Linked DNA regions of Mus musculus: region 2 is linked to region 1. A link is a contact called in public promoter capture Hi-C data. All regions are on one chromosome and are shown on one strand. The core of a region is the stretch at or near the end of the contact, and the rest is flanking DNA. Distances in the headings are between cores, read along the strand shown. Region 1 holds the start of Slc16a5 (solute carrier family 16 (monocarboxylic acid transporters), member 5). Region 2 holds the start of Ush1g (USH1 protein network component sans).

Region 1 (5,264 bases), core at 1,103-3,602:
GGGCTTAAGAGATAACTAAAATCTGATAGCATGGCTTCTGGTCGCCACCTTGCCACAGTCTGGCCAGGTGGTCCCAGCAAAGCTGCCTCAGTTTCCTCCCGCTACAGTATGAGTGGTCGGACTAGCTGTTGAGCGGTGTAACCATGATAAGGACATGTGGAGGGCATAGCGAGCCCTTCACTAACCTCAGCCGAGAACAATTGCAGTTTGGGATCGCAGCCTACGTGAACATCCACCCTTGCTTGTGGTTTGCTCCAGAAAGAACCTCCTAGAACATTTGATCTCAGCATTCCCCTCCAGCCTTCCCTTCCACCCACCCCAACAGTCCAACCTCATACATCTGACCTGGGTCCTGGACCACTCTGCACCTCCTCACTCTGACCTTTGGAGTGCTAGGGAGAACATCAGACCAGATGTCTGCTCCCCTTGCTTGCTGGTTCCAGCCACCGCCCAATCCTTGCATCTAGGGCTGGAGAGCATGTTCAGTATGTAGGCCTTTGGCTCTTTTGGAGAGAGAGAGAGAGAGAGAGAGAGAGAGAGAGAGAGAGAGAGAGAGAGAGAGAGAGAGAGAGAGATTGAAAGGAGTGACAGAAAGATTGAGATTTGGAGAGGGAGAAAGAATAACACAGGGAGAGATTCTAAGAGGGGGAAATACAGAGACAGAAGCTGGAAGAGTGAGAGTCTGAGAGATACTGAAGGGAGAAGACTGAGAGAAAAAGAAGGAAGGAAGGAAGGAAGGAAGGAAGGAAGGAAGGAAGGAAGGAAGGAAGGAAGCCACTAAAGCAAGCCAACCTGAAGTTTCCTGAATCCAAACTTAAACATTCGGCTCCATGTAGAGCAGGGCCTGACTCACCCCAGTGACTTTCTCACTAATCCAACATTCTGGCCAGTAGAAACCAGTCGGACTGGCCAACTGCTCCTAGATATCTCACAGGCTCACATTCACAAGCATCCTGCTCCCAGGAAACACATACAATGGAGTTTCCCCCAGTTACTTTGCCAGAGGGCAGAGAAAGTGTGTGCACACAGAGCAGCACGCTCATGTGTGTCTTTGACGACGGGAGGAAGCATGGTGTGAACCAGTGAAGATCTGAGAACATCAAAGGGAGAGAGTATAACTGTCTTGGTGCTCACACGCAGTCTTGCCGACTCTGCTGCTGAGCGGCCTGCTCTGTCTGGCTACTGTCAAGTGAAAGGAGGCTTTGGTTGGGTGTGACGGCAGCTACACACAGTCTTCCCCACCTCCTAGACTTCACCCGCCTCAGGAAGGTGACCTTGGGAAGAGCTCTGAGTCATAGGGAGGGAGTGGAGTTGGGGCGGGGATCTTGAGCCACCTGTGTCCTCTGCTTTCAGTCCCCTCCCCGGTCCCCGGAGGCACTTGGTGCTTGCTGGCCTCTGCTCTCCAACCCTCTGGGTGAGCAATGGGCTCAACATGTTCCTGAAGCTACAACAGGGTAGTGAGCCCGAAGCTGGCTGGTAAGTTGGGGTTTTCACAGGATGCCTAGTCTCCAGTCTCTCACCGAGGCCCATCTCTAATTGACTAATAATTGACACCCCCACATATTTCCTAATTGCTCCTAGTTCCAGGACCCACGAGGTCTCTGTCACCACTTAACACAGGAGCTGGACAGGGTGCTGGCTGTTGTCTCCTTACTGTAGGATAGAAAGTCCTGGGAGATGGCCCAGCCTGGGTCTGATGGTCCCAGTACCAGCTGTCACTCAGAGTGTCATTGAATGCCTCTGCTCCAGAACAGTCACCAAGAGGACTCTGGGATCACGGATTGGATTTGTGCCTCAGGTGGCCCTCCGTCTCCCATCCCTAATGCAAAACAGCCCTCCCCCGACAGGACTCAGTGTAGCTGGGACTCTAGCCAGGTGAGCCAGGCCCTGCTCAGATCAAGCAGATCTCAGGAAGCCTATGACTTCAGAGAGAGGGATGTGGTAAGTCAGGAAGATCACGCCCTCCCCAGCCCCCCAACAGACCCTTCTTCCCACGCCTCCTCCTCAAGCTACTCACCCCCACCGTGGACCATGGCTCCCAGGATGGAAGGAAACCACGAGGTCTCACTGTTGCTGGCCTGAAAGTCGCGCTGCAGATCAGTGAAGAAGACACCGATGCAGGTGGGGAAGCCCAGGGTGAGGGCCTGCGTCACCAGGGAGGATAGGAGGACCACCCAGGCCCATCTGCCATCTGCTTGTTCCAGGGCCCGGGCCATTCTCAGTTACTGGTATTGCCACAGCCTTACTGGTCCTTTGTGACCGCAGCCTGGAAGGGAAGAGAATGCCCCTTGTGGTTGGCAGGCTGCCAGCCCTCCTCTGGCCCACCTGCCGCACCACCTGGGTGACTGAAACAGCTTCTTCCTTATGCTCCAGCCCTAAGTATCAAGGAGGGGCACCGCCCCCTGGGAGGTGACAAGAAGCTTTCACAGTGGCCTTGGCGTTTCCTTTACCCCAATTTCCAGGGACAGCCTGGCTGGAGGTGGCAGGGGTGGGGCAGGCAGTGACCAATGGTACAGGTAGGGCAGCAGAATTCTCTCTAGGGATTACGTCATCTGACGAGCACCTTCGAAACCATTTGATAACTATTCCAGGAGGATCAGACCGTGGGCGGGTAAAATGCTGGTGTCTCCCAAAGTGGACATGGACCTGTCTCCAAACTTCCATTATGAGCTGCCCATGTACCAGCACCAACTTTCCTACCACCGGGAGATCAACCTGAGCTCACCACCAGCGAGCAAGCTGGCACAGGAGGCACAGATGCCAGCTCAGCAAGGACAGCCGAGCTGCAGGCTTGCAGAGAGAAGCCTTTGAAACCACCTTACCACACTCCCTTTACAAGGTGTGGAAGATCAAGAGTGGGGCTCCACAGCTGTGCTGAATCTTGTTGCCTGCAAGGGGCTTTTTCTGAGTATACACACACACACACACACACTTACACAGGTACAGAGACAGGCATGGATACATGTACAGTCCCACAGTCACTCCAGGACACACACACACACACACTATTTACCCCCCAACCCCCACCCCAATCACACAAAATATATGCAGATACAGTCAGGCCTATCTCAGTTCGATACCATCACCCAGGCCCCATACCTAGCCTCATGCAGAACCCCCAGCAGTTTTAAGCCCGCCCCCTCTCTCCCCTCCCCCGCCCTGCCCAGTGACATTCCTTTTCTGACTCCCCTGTTCCCAGGTATCCTCAGTCCCTTCAAACTCTGGGTGGTGGGCAGTCTGTGAGTGGAAAGAGACTTTGTCTTGGTTTAAAGCAATAGACTGTATCAGCTGCTGTTCCCACAAGGCCCCCTCTCTACCTTTTTGTTTTTGGAATCTGGGAACTTCAGATGCCCTTAGAAATAGGAAACTCTCTCTCTCTGTTCCTCTGTTCCCTTTGCTCTCTATTCACTCCATTTCCCCCCCTCTCTTTCTCTCTCTCTCTCTCTCTCTCTCTCTCTCTCTCTCTCTCTCTCTCTTTCTTTCTTTCTTTCTTTCTTTCTTTCTTTCAGATTTACTTATATGTAAGCACACTGTAGCTGTCTTCAGACATCCCAGAAGGGGGCATCAGATCTCATTAGGGATGGTCGCCCGCCCGGGTATAGGATTCTTGTTCACTCCCGCTCGTCTTCCCCTCAGCCTCCTGTAGCACTGGGGCACCAGCTGGCCCCAGAATTTTAAAACGGAGAAGTGGACCAGGCCCTGTTCTGAGCTCTGCGTTCTGCATAACACCCAACTTTGGAGTACAGATGCTCAGGTGGGGTCTGGAGATGAGATACAGTTCAGGGGGGCAGCATGTGCCATGCAATGTGAGGCTCTGGGCACAGTCACCAGCACCCCATACGATTTTTAAAACACGCTGAGCTGGGATGATTCAGCACCCTGGTCAGAGCTTGCGGCTGTGTGTGCCCTTGGTTTTGGTCTCTTATTAAAATTTATTTTCATTTTAAATGTATGGGCTGTTTTGCTTATGGGTGTGTCTGCACACCACGTATGCCTCCTGCCCATGAAGACTGGAAGATTGTGTCAGAACCCTTGGAACTAGAGTTCCAGCAGGTTGTATGGCATCATATGAAGTCTGGAAATTGAACCTGGCTTCTCTAAAAGAGCAGCTAGTGCTCATAACTGCTAAGACATAACTCCAGGCCTCTTTCTTTTCTTTTCTTTCTTTTTTTCTTCCTTTTTTTTTTCCTTTTGAGACAGAACCTGCTATGTATCCCTCATTGGTCTGGAACTTGCTTTGAAGACCAAGGAGGCCTCAAACTCTCAGAGATTCATTTGCCTCTGTGTCCCGAGTGCTGGGATTAAAGGTGTGCATCGCTATGCCTGGTTTTGTTATTAAATAATTAGTTAATTAATTAAAATAATGTAAAGGGAGAAGAGGAGGGAGAGGAGACAGGAAGAGGGAAAAGAAGAGGAGGAAGGGGAGGGGGAGGAGGAGAAAGGAAGGAAGGGAGGGAGTGAGAGTGAGAGAGAGAGACAGAGAGAGAGTGAGAGAGCCTGTCTTTCTGTCTCCTGTTGGTTGCTGACTCAATACCTGATTGCCGCAATAACCACTCAGTACATAGTCTTGCTGAATTGGCTATATGCTGTGACTCTTGATTGCTGTGACTGATTCGTTAAATCTTACAGCCTGTTTACTTTCTCTTTAATACCTTCTGTGACCTGTATGTTATATGAAATATGCTGTTCACCTTGAATCTTTTTTTCAAAAAAAGATTCATTTGCATTCTTTTAAAGTGTGTGTATGTACACATGAATGGAGGTGTCCATAGCGCCCAGAGGCGTGGGGTTCCCCAGAGCTTGAGATATAGACAATTGTAAGCTGCTTGATGTGGGTCCTGTGAACTGGATTCTGGTCCTCTGCAAGAGCAGCAAGTGCTCTTAACTGCTGAGTCATTTCTGCAGACCCTAACGAGTCTTTGGTTTGGGTTTTTGGAGACAGGGTTTCTCTGTGTAGCCCTGGCTGTCCTGGAACTTGATTTGTAGACCAGGATGGCCTTGAACTCAGAGATCTGCCTGTCTCTGCCTCCCAAGTGCTGGGATTAAAGGTGTGCACCACCACCACCGTGCCTAACTTGAGTCACAGATACCTATAGACTGGCATGGATTGAGGTGGTGGCTCAGAGGGTGTGGTATTTGCTGGATGACCCAGGGGAGGATCCACAGAAGCCACATCGAAAGCTAAAAAGCTCCATGTTGGGCCCATGAGATGGCTCAGTGGGTAAAGGCACTTGTGGCCAATACCTGGGATACCATTCAATCCC
Region 2 (5,264 bases), core at 775-3,274, 140 kb after region 1:
AATCTTTACACAAGGCAATGAAGCTCCTTCCACCGGCCTTTAACCCCTAGGACCTCCTCCCGCAGGAAGCCCTCCGCCATGTTTGCTCTTCCTTCCCAGGGCACTGCACACCTGACTACCCCAAAGTCACACCCTGCAGGTCCTCCACGAGTCCCAGACTGCAGCTCCCCAGCGTGTCCACCCCACTCTCGTCCCTATCTCCCAGGGCACCTCGGAGCCAGATGGGACCAGCATGAGCATCCCGGTAAGGCACCGCGTCTGGACAGCGAGCGGTGCGGAGGAGGTAGAAGACTATCCATAGCGCGGCCAGCAGCATCATGGTGGTGAGCAGAGCGAACACGTCCGTGTCATACACCGCCACCTTGTTGAAGGCACCGCCGCTGATGAGCGTGCAGGCGAGCAGCAGCACGTTGACAGCCAACAGCACCGACAGCAGGCGGCCGCCCTTTTTCCACACCTCACGGGGGCTGGCCCGAGGCCCCGGCAGGCTCTCATTGGGATGCGGGACCAGTTCCTCCGACATGGTGGGGGCGACTGGAGGAGGTTGAAGGGATCACTGCGAGGTCCGAAGTCGGGGCGGGGGGGGGGCAAGGACAGGATTCTAAGTCAACTCAGGGGGCTCTCCTTTCCTCCCATGTGATCCCTGGATTTGGGGACCCCGGAATGTGGGGACTAAGGGTGCTGGACCAAGCACTGGGGAAAACGAGAAAATCTGAAAGCTGTACCTTCCCTACCTGGCCTGGAAATATTGTACAGAGAGAAGAAGAAGCGGCCCTAGGCTGAATCCTTTACAAAGTCCCACTCCCCAAATCTGACAGTCCCCTGGCCAGGGACACGCACCTGGCTGCACCGGGAGCCGACACCAAGTTGGGGGTCAAGGGGCAGCAAGCGTCTCCTCTCTCCCACGCCGGGCTGGACCGGTGCTTTATACCGGAGAGGGCAGAGTGATTTACAGCCACAAGAGTTCGGCTCCATAAACCTCTCAGTCCCACTCACATGATCCATCTTTTCTCCGAGCTGAATTTAGGGAAGCCAGATAAGGTGAGATTTATATTTACCTGTTAAGATTCCCTTACCCTGTCGCGCTGGTGCTGCCAGGGTTCGGGCACGGCCCCATATTGCCGTACACAGAGGGTCCTCTGCCCCCCAGCGCCCACTGTAACCTGGTGCTCAGAGATCACACCCACCCAAAGACTGCAGAGCTGACCCCCACCCCCGTTGCCCGCTTGCACCTAGACTCCGTCGCAGCTCAGGAACTGGACGGAATTTTGGATCTTGCTTGCTGTCCCGAGATCGGGACAACAGTTCCTCTTTTCCCACCTGCCCTCAGAGTGATCCGAATTCGGTCTTCCTGTATCCCTACTACTGCTGCCCAGAGATGCTGGTTGGATGCTGCAAAGTCTGGTTCCCACGCGGTGCCCTCAATCGGGCTGCAGTCGTCTAGCGCCCCCTGCTGGAGAACTGTTGTTTGACACCCCCCCCCCCCCCACGAGTGTAGGCTGACCGCAGGACTGCTGCGCCCTGCTTGCGGATGAAGGTCTTGCGGTGGGTCCTCCTGCTCCTCTGGACCCACTGTCCTCCAGATCAGAATTGCCTCTCCATCCCACCCTCACACATTATTCGTCAGCTTTTCACCTGTCCTTTTGACTGGTGAAGAAATCAGGGAACCCAGCACCCGGAGTTCTGTCTAGGCCGTATTAAATGTCCCTATATTGGGCTTCAAGGGCTGCAACGCCAGAGTGGGCGCTTTTGGAGCGAGAGAACTGAATTTCACTTGAGTCACGTCTGTGTGCTGAAGAGCATGGCGTTTAGGACCCAGGGGAAGCTCCTGGGCGGCTCCCTGGGCAGTGAGAGATTTCCCCCCTCCCTTCCCCGGTGTGCAGCTCAGATGTCCCGGTAGTCTGTAGTCGTCTGTAGTCGCGGCTCTGGCGCTCCGCATCCACCATCTGCGGCAGCAGGGGCAGGCGGCCCAGGCCCCAGCCCAGCCCCTTCCCTCAACCTCATGCCTCAGCCCTAACCCGGCAGTCCTCCCCGTCCGGGGACAATTCTCGGTGCCCCTTGCCCGTCCCGTCCAACTTGGGCGCCATGAATGACCAGTATCACCGGGCCGCCAGGGATGGCTATCTGGAACTCCTCAAGGAGGCCACCCGGAAGGAGCTGAATGCCCCTGACGAGGATGGCATGACCCCGACTCTCTGGGCTGCCTACCATGGCAACCTGGAGTCTCTGCGCCTCATTGTGAGCCGCGGGTGAGTATGCCCTCTGCCTAGCCAGGAAAACCAGGAAGAACTTCCTGGAACCCGGTGTCCCAAACCTCATGGCATCACTTACCCTCTTGCCTGAGCTGCCCTTTCCCCCTACGGACAGACCCTAAGGTGGGGCCGTGCAGCCTGCTGTACTTAGAGAGACACAGGTGGAAGGGACATAAACTGAGCTTGTGACAGTTGTGGACTGGATGCAGGGATTAGAGGAGAGGAACTTCGATTTGGGGATCGGACCCATGATTATGGGATGGGGGCTGCAGAGGTATTCAAAAATCAGACACTTTGGGGGGGGGAGGGTGCCTGGAAGCAAGAGTGAAAGGTAGGTGGGAACCAGAGAGAAGGCTGGGAAATCTCCAGGGGCCTTGAACTGGGGAGGCCAGGAAGGAAAGACCTTCGCTGCCTACTTCCCAGTCTAGCAGCCAGAAAGGCTGTCCCTACAACTCCGCTAGCTCCCACGGACCGGGCTTCACCCTGACCTGTGCCTTCCTATCACTCTTCTGGGGTTTACAGGCACTGTCCACACTACCAAATGTCACTGGTTCCGCCACTGATTAACTCTCTGTATCCCTCCCCCTCTGCAGGACTCAGGAGTGGGGAACTGTAGTGTGTAGAAAGGACATCTGCCCTCCACCCCATCCTCTCTCTGGCGTTGTCCTGGGAGGGAGGGTGGGCACAGAGTCCAGGGGTCTGGAGGAGGAGTCAGGCAACGTAGATTCAGGGTCACTAAAGTGGTTTGGGGTGGGGGAAGGGGACTAAATCACATTACTGGAAATATCCTACCCACCAACAGTTTAGTAGGACTGGTGTGGCCTAGACAGGAAAAGGATGTCTCAAGAGGTCTCATGTGAACGTCTCAGGCTCTATCTAGGGGTCAAGGTCAGAGGCAGGGATTGTGCTGATCATGGAATTGGAGGGGACCCTGGATATGTAGGGACATGGTCCCCTCTTCTTCTGTGTCTGCTCCTTCGGTCTAGCAGCATGTGGGGACAGTGTGGAATGGTACAGCTGAGACAGAGCCCTACTCCAGGAGGGCAAACACTGCTACTATATCCCCTGCCCCTTCCATCATAGAGGCTCATGGGAGTCTCGTGCAGGAGCAAGGAGGGAGGTATGGAAGGAAAGAGAGCTGTCCAAAGCTCTGAGGTTCTAGAGACTTGGTAATCAGAGGGGGAAGCTGCGGGGAGGGGCGGTGTTGAGATAAGGGAGTGATTCTTCCCCCAGACCTGAGCTGGCCTTGTGGCCTCATTGGTGTGGGGCAGGGCCCCGTGCTAAACCCCGAGAGAGGCAAGATTCCCACGGAAGCCAGCAGAGTTGGGTGGGCTGGAGTCAGATGTGGAGGGCATTAGAGAGGGAGGGGGCAAAGCTCCGTAGGGCAGCCTGAACTAGGGAGAGCAGCGTGGCCAGGTCGCCGCCCTCTTCCTCTCTAGTTCTGGCTGTCCCCACAGTCCCCTTCTGGCTCAGGCCAAGACCCGACACCTGCTCTAACACTGGCATTGCCAGGCCTGGCCCCGCTCCCTGCAGACATGGCGGTGCCCACTGTGTACCAGCGCGCACCCTCTCACGTTCTCCCAGGCTTAAGCCTAACGTACACACACACACACCACCCTCTAGTTCTCTGACACAGTCACCCTGTAACATGTGGCTTCACAGGCCACCGCACCTGCCTAGAGACCCAGACTCAGGCCTGGCCCACCACCACTCTGGGCCAGCTCCCCGCAGGGCCCATGAATAATTCACTCCTTTCTCTCAGCGCATCAAATATTTATCCCCTGAGATTCCCAGCCTCAGTTCTCTAGGGGAAGGCCCGCCCCACCCCGCCTCCTAGGTAGCCCCGCCCCTTTGTGGGTTAGCTCTCTCAGTCTTTCTGTCTCTCTGTCTCTCTGTCTCTCTGTCTCTCTCTCTCTCTCTCTCTCTCTCTCTCTCTCTCTCTCTCTCTCTCTCTCTCACACACACACACACACACAGAGTTTTTGGTAATCCTGAAGCATCTGTTGACTCAAGCCTGCTGGTCTGGAAATCTAGGTCTCAGCCCCATGGGTTTATTTTAGGGTAGTGGTTTTCAATCTTCCTAACGCTACGACCCTTTAAATGCTAAGACTCTTTAATACAGTTTCCCCATGTTGATCACCAACCATAAAATTATTTTGTTGTTACTTCATAACTAATTTTGCTACTGTTATGAATCATAATGTAAAATATGAGATACAGGGTCATGATCCATAGGTTAAGAACTTCCGCTTTAGTGGCTGCTACATTCCAGGTCCAGGGGTTTGCCTTCTTTTCCTTCTTCTCCTCCTTCTCCTTCTTCTCCTTCTCTTTCTCCTTCTCCTCCTTCTCCTTCTCCTTCCCCTTCTTCATCTCCTCCTCCTTCTCCTCCTTCTCCCCCTCCCCCTCCCCTCCACAATATTCCAATTAGACCCCAGGTCTGGCTTGCTAAAGGGACTCATCCTACCTTTCCATCTGCTGTCCCTACAGGGGTGACCCGGATAAGTGTGACATCTGGGGAAACACACCCTTGCATCTGGCAGCTTCCAATGGTCACCTGCACTGCCTGTCCTTCCTCGTCTCCTTCGGGGCCAACATCTGGTGCCTGGACAATGACTACCACACGCCACTGGACATGGCCGCTATGAAGGGCCACATGGAGTGCGTACGCTATCTGGATTCCATCGCGGCCAAGCAGAGCAGCCTCAACCCCAAGCTGGTGGGCAAGCTGAAGGACAAGGCCTTCCGCGAGGCAGAGCGGCGCATCCGCGAGTGCGCCAAGATGCAGCGCAAGCACCACGAGCGCATGGAGCGGCGCTACCGGCGCGAGCTGGCCGAGCGCTCCGACACTCTCAGCTTCTCCAGCCTCACGTCCAGCACCCTGAGCCGACGGCTGCAGCACATGACGCTGGGCAGCCAGCTGCCCTACTCGCAGGCCACGCTGCACGGTACGGCCAAGGGCAAGGCCAAGATCCAGAAGAAGCTGGAGAGGCGCAAGCAGGGGGGCGAGGGCAC

What was found. Capture Hi-C pulls out chosen DNA fragments and counts their contacts.
Region 2: a promoter capture Hi-C map of adipose tissue shows a contact between it and region 1. The contact joins the promoter of Ush1g here to the promoter of Slc16a5 in region 1. A contact is called at or near these places in 12 of 39 promoter capture datasets (HPC-7-derived erythroid cells, the SN4741 cell line, Sertoli cells and 8 more), 2 of 15 datasets of contacts at CTCF or cohesin (the NIH/3T3 cell line and embryonic stem cells), 39 of 484 Hi-C or Micro-C datasets (the AML12 cell line, the C2C12 cell line, CD4 T cells and 26 more), 17 of 115 datasets of contacts at active chromatin or transcription factors (the SCID.adh cell line, SST interneurons, bone marrow-derived macrophages and 10 more) and 5 of 9 other capture datasets (adipose tissue, embryonic stem cells, liver and 2 more).

The regions. Positions count from the first base shown.
Region 1 is chr11:115,459,561-115,464,824 of GRCm38.p6, reverse strand. It overlaps Slc16a5 (solute carrier family 16 (monocarboxylic acid transporters), member 5), which reads right to left and starts at 2,352. Exons shown (of 4, transcript NM_001080934.1): 1 at 2,018-2,352. The coding sequence starts at 2,216. It overlaps Gm11695 (a long non-coding RNA gene), which reads left to right and starts at 1,111. Exons shown (of 4, transcript XR_001780362.2): 1 at 1,111-1,476; 2 at 1,750-1,875; 3 at 2,010-2,121; 4 at 2,592-2,915.
Region 2 is chr11:115,318,678-115,323,941 of GRCm38.p6, reverse strand. Ush1g (USH1 protein network component sans) reads left to right here and starts at 2,024. Exons shown (of 3, transcript NM_176847.3): 1 at 2,024-2,249; 2 at 4,740-5,264. The coding sequence starts at 2,086. Otop2 (otopetrin 2) reads right to left here and starts at 1,412. Exons shown (of 8, transcript NM_001362400.1): 1 at 1,321-1,412; 2 at 841-1,017; 3 at 211-556. The coding sequence starts at 523.